2 separate regions of the Dromaius novaehollandiae genome follow, and region 2 is linked to region 1. Evidence: chromatin contacts called from public Hi-C data. All regions are on one chromosome and are shown on one strand. Each heading gives the region's core, a stretch centred on a gene start, on an enhancer-like site or on the middle of the called end of the contact. The rest is flanking DNA. Distances are from core to core; before and after follow the strand shown. Region 1 has its middle 59 kb from the start of ZNF236. Region 2 overlaps ZNF516 (zinc finger protein 516).

Region 1 (3,932 bases), core at 995-3,494:
CTTTCTGGGGAATGTTTTGGGTACAATTAATCAGTTTCTTTTTTTATTGCTGAAATTTGTTTTGTCTAATAATTCCCAATAAGCTCTACTCTACACTATATCAGATACTTTATTGCAGGACAGCAGAAATCAGCACCTTATCGTCTGCTCAGAAAGCTGAATTGCTCCAATGGGCTCTTTTTTAGGATTTTTTTTTCATTAACCAACTGCAAAAGAACATACTGTGAAAGTTTACTCTGCTGTCATGTTTACATCCAGTAGCAACTTCAGATTAAAGTGATTTTTAAAAAGGGTGCAGAATAGGAAAATAAATCAGCATTGGTGTCAGTTTGTTTTATTTCAATAATAGTCACCATGCAAACAAAGTCACTGACCTATTTCTTTTCATACATATAAGTAAACACTAGTGTTTCGAATTTTCATACATACCATTTTTAGTACCAGCAATTTACTTTATAGACCATGCATAACGTGCTATCTTATTGGAAACTACGCTTTTTCCCAAAAAGCCTATTTTTATTTATTTTTCCCAATTTATTTCACCAGGGATTTTATTTTTCTTACCCAGAGACAATGAAAGCTCAGTACTGTCATTATAAAACCAGATCACTTCTATTTTCACTTTACCTACCTCTGCACATAGGTGCAGTGACTTGAGGGCTGCCTCTGACTGTAAATGAGCAATTTAATAGCAGTATGTTTAGATATGCTTCAACAGCCACTTCTGACTCATCAGATTATTTTCAGACTACTTCATTCTGCATTTTTAAAAAATACTGGGCCGTGCTACCACCCGAGAAGAACATCTTAATGACGAGCTGCTTGTGATTGAATTGACATCTTTTGCTTACAATGGAACGGGCCTTTTCTCCTACCTCCCCAGCATGACACTCCAAAACAATGTATTAGATTGAGCTGGCTTGTGCCATACTGTTCAGAATCTACGGCTGCATTCTTTGTTTGTTGTATATGCATTGTTCACATTAATTCTATGCAAAATCATATGCACTTAAATAAGCAAGGGATCTATCTGTAGGTGTCATGAACCCGCAAACAAATGTTTTTAACCAGCTGACACCCAAAGGGAGTGTGAATATATAAACACAACACACACATACTCACACAGCAAAGAGGTAATGGAGTTTGCAGGGAATACTGCAAAAGCATTAGTTCAGAGGGCTGTTTCTCCTTTTAATATTGGGCACACAATAACATCTTCCCTCCAACCCTTCTAAGTTATGACTACGTGTGTTGTGTGTCTGCAGTATATCGCGTCCTTAAAGATAACCACCCACATGTATGGGAAGAGAGGCAAAGAGAGAAAGAACATTTATGGAAATGCTGAAAAGAAAAAGTATTTGATATTTGCTATATTATGGTCTCTGCTGCTATGGCTGTTTTTGTCCCATCTCAATAGCGGTTAAATAATGTAGCACAGTAGCTGCACATTCTGGGCCAAATTCACTGCTAGAGTAACCCTAGTGATGTAATACACATATTTCCCTCTCTTTTAAGCAATGTAAATCCATATAATACCACTGAATTTAGGGGCATTACTCCAAGACTAAATAGATATAACTGTGAGCAGAATTATCTGACTGAATCAAGCTGTTCAGAAAGAAACCAAAGATGTGCCAGAGAGAAAATGCCTTGTATTTTATTGCTCTGTGACAAGCCTGACCACTCTAACATTCACATGTATTTTAGGTTTAAGCTAAAGGCCTATGAAAATAATTTTTTTTAAGTCCAGCAACTCTTCTACATCACTCTTCGTAGCAGTAAATATAGGCATTTTAACAGATTCCGGATTTGGGTGTTGCCTAGGTCACTTTATTTGGAGGTTTGGGGTGGGGTGGAGGGTTGAGAAAGGATTATGCCCAAACTTTGGCTGCTATTATTTCTGCAATATACTGGACAAATGTTACAGTTTCTTAACTCCCATTGCCCAAATTTAAACTGCTTCATAAACAGAATTTAAACATGCTTTAGCTAGTGCTTGCATGAGATTAAACTTTTCCTCTAATACTCTTCCAAAATCTGTGTTCCAGCTGAGGGCAGCGACCTTACAAACAAATAAAACGTTTTGTTTCCATTCTCTGTATTTGTCTCAATGGTCTGAAATCTTTCAAGCTTCCCTTCCCTTCCCCCTCCTTCTCTTTGGCTCTGCTTTAGCTTCCCCCAGTACACAGAGCCCGATACGCAAGCTTCCTTATTGGGTAACATTTGGCAAGTTTAACTGCTGCTGTCCAGTCAAGGAAGCTTTCTGTAGTGACGTCTGCCAGTTTTTACAACAGCAGCATGGGGAGTCTGAACTCAGCAGTCAACAGCTTGTGGGATTAAACAGGAAGAGCAGAAATAATAAAAAAAACCCACCATCAGCTCCTTCAGGCTCAATAAGATCTGGTGATTTTTGATATCTCGAATCGCTGGGATATAGAGTCAGAATGCTTTCTCCTTACTTTGTTCCCTTTTAGTATTTCAGTGTTGCATCCGGAGCTGCTGTCATGGGATTTTGTTTTTCAACTTTAAGACATTTTTAAGCGTTATTTGATATTTGTGTATTTTAATTGGTCAGGGATACAGTATGGGAGAATTATGCAGTGACATAAATGATGGTGGCTCCTCAGTGCCAAGCAGAGCTCACATGTAGCGTGTTGGCTGCTTATTGTCTCTGCTTAAAGTAAAAATCCTGTGAGAATAGCGACTGCAAAAATAGTGCCATTTTACTTCATGTCATCAGTCCTTAATAAATTTAGGGTTGTCTTTGTTTATTTCAGTAACAAAAATTAATATATATTTTATTGGAACTGTATATTCTACTAATACTCCCAGAGTCATGGGACCAGTGGTAGTCTGTAAGACAGTTCCATCTTTGCATAAGTTTTCTAAAGTAAAATCATCATATAAAAGTGCATTGTGTTGCAAGCAACTGCATGGAAACATGAGGGTATTCTACATCCTGTCTTATGACCAAAGACATTAGCAACATTTTATTTGTAGGCGTTAGTTTGCTTGAGAAGGTTTTCTTTCTTTGTTCAAGTGGAGATTGCCAAATGAGGTGTTAAAATAAAATAAAATAAAATAAAATAAAATAAAATAAAATAAAATAAAATAAAATAAATACCCTTTCTTTAATCACTATGCTAAATTTGGTATGACAGACACCCATATAAACACAGAATCTTAATTTTAAAGAGTTAGAATTCTAAATAAAGACATCATTGAAAGAAATAATTTTAGGGAGAGTGAAAGAAAAGTCCAGGTCAGAGACTGAATATGCTTAGTAATAATCTCTCTTTAAAAATAGACTCTCCCTCTGGTTTTGGCAATCCTCCAAAATTCTACTTTTGAGACATCCAAAACAATGGAGACGTTATACCAAGAACTCATGGAACAGTGTCCTTATTGCCCAGATGGTTTATAAAAAGCATCTTGTCTCAGCTAACCTTTCCACATATATAAAATTAATGGCCTCAAAAGACAAGTAAATGTTTACTGCCTATAGCAAACACATTGCAGAAGTCCACTTAGATGGTACTAACTTTCCATTAATTTTTTCTACATCTTGCTAGAATAAGCAGGCAGCCATCATGTTACTCCCATATGTAAGCCCAGATTTTGAAAGTGTTGATTCCCACAGCTAGATTCTTCACACCATACTTAAGGTGCTTAGTTGAAAATGATCAGATTGTCAAAGCTGTCGGAAGCACACAGTTGCCACTGACATCAAGGAGATTTGCAGCTTCTTGGCAAGTCAGGCCTCTTCTCTTTGGGCACCTAAATATGGCTAAATATGGCAATTATTTTGACTCAATTAGTGATTTTTCTATTAAAATTACTGAGATGATACCTTCCCAAATTCAGAGAGTTTCCTACATACAAATATGTCCTGTTCCCTTGCTCACAGAAAGCCTGTGATGTATGAGTACTTC
Region 2 (3,575 bases), core at 1,067-3,566, 160 kb after region 1:
GTAACATCTGTTATTTTCAACATTGCTGCTTCCCAGATTTTGCCCTCCCACTGCATGGGCTTTTTGGATCCTTTCCCTTTACTTGTCTTAGACTGCTTTTTCCAGAATGAGTCTCATTTGATTATTTTCAGACTGCATTTCTATTCTCTCCAAGTCCCTGTGCATTTATTTCTGTGTCCCCATTATTTTTCCAGCTCTTGCAAATGTGATACGTCCTGGAGATTTAAGTTAGCATGCTGTCTAAGGCCCTTCTGGATCACTAAAGAAAATATCAAGTGAAATAGGACCTCATATAGATCTTTGTAATGTTGCACCTTCTTCTAATGTTAGCCTTTGCTTTTATTCTAAAAGAATTTATTTTCAGCCACTTTTCAAATCAAGCCACAGCATTCATATCAAAGTGCAAATCATTGTCAAATGTTTACTAAAAATCAATCACATCACATCTGCTCTTTTACCTTCACCAGTTTTGTAATGATAGCCAAAAAAAGGGCCCAATTTCTAGCCAGTTCTGCTCTTCTGAATAGAAAGCATGGTTGCATTGTCCTCGGTCTTCTAGTCTGGTTTACTTTATAGGAAGCCTCGTGAATTAAAACAGCTGTGCAACCCGTTCTGAATTTTGGGTTAGTGGTGGACAGAGCTGGGGAGGAAACAACTGGAGTTTATGCATATGAGAGGGGGAAAGAGGGGGAAAGGGAATTAATTTTTATCTGCTTGTGTAAGATGCGTAAGTGATGGCAATTATGTGTGTTTCTGAAGAACCAGTCAAATCCGTAAATGTTCTTACACTTCTAGACCTGGACTTCCCATGAAGTTCAGTGTTTTATACTGCCCTGCTTTGCCCTGCTTTGGGATGCCATCAGTATTTGAAGCTCAGTCCAAACTGAAGGTGTGAGATGAGGTCAGCAGCTGCCCCCTACCTGTGTGCCTTCCTGAATTCCTCCAGTTTAATTGCTGACTGGTTATCAGTGACACACAAAAAACTGTAACCCTTCTGTGATGTGGTAAGAGTGAGATAGGTGCTTTTAAGTACAGCGGGTAGCACGGCTGTTTTGGATAAGAAACAAAGGAATTAAGATAGAAATGGGAAGATGAAAGGGACTGAAGGAAAAGTGAGAGAATGCTTAGCCAAGAACTCTTTCAATGGGGAGTGTGAGTTATAGTCCCTGGAGATCATGCAAAAGGCATCCCATTCATGGCTTTTTGCTTTGACCTGGCCATAATAAAATCTCAAAAGTTTCTGGTGACAGTAATGCCTGCATTGCACTAGTTGAAGCAATATTTTATACCAGTGATTTAAATGGATCGTTAGTACCCCTTTTCAGCTGGGGTAAGCGGCTGGGAGCAAGTAGAAATAAATTTAAACTATTTTTCTAAAAAGGCTCTGACTATATTATCAGATCACGTACTGTCTCCTCTTGCTTTTGCCTTCATCGCAGCCCACCCTGGGCTGCCCAGTACACTGCAGCATTTTGGTCTGGTTGTTGGTATCTGGGGCGTCGAGTACCTGGTGAGAAGTAGGCTAGGGCTAGGGAAAAGCTTTGGCTTGGTGTGCTTAGTACTGGCAAAAAAGTGTGCTCAGGCCTGGAGGTGAAAAGTGTATCTATCCAGATCCTGTATGGGCTTTTTTGCTAGGAGTGGAGCTTGAACAATTAATATAAATACTTCTGCTGAGGCTCCTGATCTGAGCTTTTAGAGTCATTTCTAGTGTGTTAACTACTGTGCGTGTGAGACGGCAGAGGAGATGAATCTGATAAGACACTGCTAAGAGATGTTAGAAGCTGCATTTTGTAATAACCTTACAATTTTTCATATATTGAACTTAAAATATGACTTCTGCATTGTGGCAATTACAGGCTGTGTCCACATTTACCTCATAACTGCCTACATGTATTTTCCCTATTCTGTGCTACATTTTCCACCTGGAAAATGCCCTTTTCTTTGACAGCTGCACTTAACCAAAATGGCTAAAAGAACCATTGCCGTCTGCAGGTTTGCAGTTCCAGTCCAAAGCCTTGTACATGCAGTTGTCAAAAGCATACAGAGCAACAGTCTGTCTGTCCTCCTCCTCTCCTGAGTCCAAACCTAAACTGATTACGTTGCTGCCTCCTCATCAGCTCAGTTCAGTCATCTTTGCCACAATGGCACGGTATGTAGGTTCTGACAAAGTCGCAATGCATCTAGAAGTATCGGACTTGCACAAAGCTGCCTGGGAATCGCTGACTGCTCTCAGTGTGCTCATTCATCATAACTGTGCAGTCCAGCCTCGTCGCCAGCGTTTCCCGGCTCCGTAGGCCCTGAGAACAAGGCTCGCCCTGCTTTCAGACCTCCCCTTTTTTGTGCATTGTGCTCCATTTAGCCCGTAGATTGGTTCAGTCTCCATTGAACGCTGCCACGATTGAATGATTTGTTTTTGCTTTACTTTATTATTTACTACGGTGATCAAAGGACCCACTCCTTGTGATCGTAAAGAGAAGCCTTGAAATCTTATTTAAGAGCACAAATATTTTGGGCTTTGACAGATGTGCTTTGAAAATAACACAGATGTGCAGTGTCAGATTTCACTACTGCATGCAGTGTCTTTGTTTCAAACTGTAAATTTAACTAGTAGTGCCGAGCATGTGCTTTCCCAAGGCCTTGCCCCCTGCAGCACGAGAAAGATGTTAGTCTTTTTTTTTAACCCTGACGTTATCCCTTTAGAGACTTTGAAACGAAAATGATCTGAGCAGAGTGAGCGTTCAGCCCTCCAAGACTGCAAATCTATGGGTTATTTTTAACCTAATTACCTCGAATTAAACAAAAGCTTAGGAATTTTTTGCTTGAATTGAAAGTGAGGTTAAATAGACTTTATTTGCAGTGAAACTTCAGCTGAAGACATACTTCTTCCATTGTGCAGTTTAGAGCAATGCCTATGGCACTGCCTTCTATTAAAGAGCAGTACTTGATTTTCTGAAGCACTGGCTTTTATGAGTTGATGCAAGAGGATATGCAGCTACAGAGCAGTTCACTCCTTTCCCATTCTGCAGATGTGGTGATCACTTTGGACTGGTGACATTTTCGATGGAACATAGTCTCCTTACACTTGCCTGGCAGTGGCTCATTAACTGCATGTTAATTGAAACTGAAAGTTTGTCAGATGATTCAATTCAGTTACATGTTAAATGGATTCAGTGAAGTAAGCATTACTGCTGTGATGAAAATCTCAGTGGAATTGATTTGTGAACTGATTTGGAGGGATTCAACGACTTTATCAGCAGCTCTGAGAGATCGGTGTTGTGAGAGCTGGCGGAGGTTAGCTGTGTGCTGAGCAAAACAAATCAAACTGTTCTGTTTCCCCCAAACTGCTTTAATTACTGCCCAGTATGCTGCCTTTCTAGGATGTGTGTTAGATAAAATTACTCAGGAGAGCTGAGAAGAGAAGAAGAAAATGGAAAGATTTGAAAATCTGGTTTGAATTCTGTGAGGTAAATAGTCAAAAATATTGAATTCCCTGTCTCTCAGTGGACTGAGCAGTCATAAACTTTACCTAAGTTTGACTCAAACGTATGTTAAAATAAAAATGTATCTGCTTTAAA

What was found. A called contact is a pair of places that touch in the nucleus more often than the background predicts.
Region 2: a contact with region 1 is called in a Hi-C map of ovary, with 2.3 times the contacts expected there. The contact joins two enhancer-like sites. A contact is called at or near these places in 2 of 4 Hi-C or Micro-C datasets (brain and ovary).

What each region holds. Positions count from the first base shown.
Region 1 is chr2:106,482,652-106,486,583 of bDroNov1.hap1, forward strand. No RefSeq gene overlaps it. Among named protein-coding and RNA genes, the nearest start is that of ZNF236, 59 kb to the left of the region's middle. Within about 2 kb of position 2,245, at least 2 of the 2 cell types and tissues checked have open chromatin away from gene starts, as enhancers often do.
Region 2 is chr2:106,645,700-106,649,274 of bDroNov1.hap1, forward strand. All of the region lies in intron 2 of ZNF516 (zinc finger protein 516), which reads left to right. Among named protein-coding and RNA genes, the nearest start is that of ZNF516, 86 kb to the left of the region's middle. Within about 2 kb of position 2,317, at least 2 of the 2 cell types and tissues checked have open chromatin away from gene starts, as enhancers often do.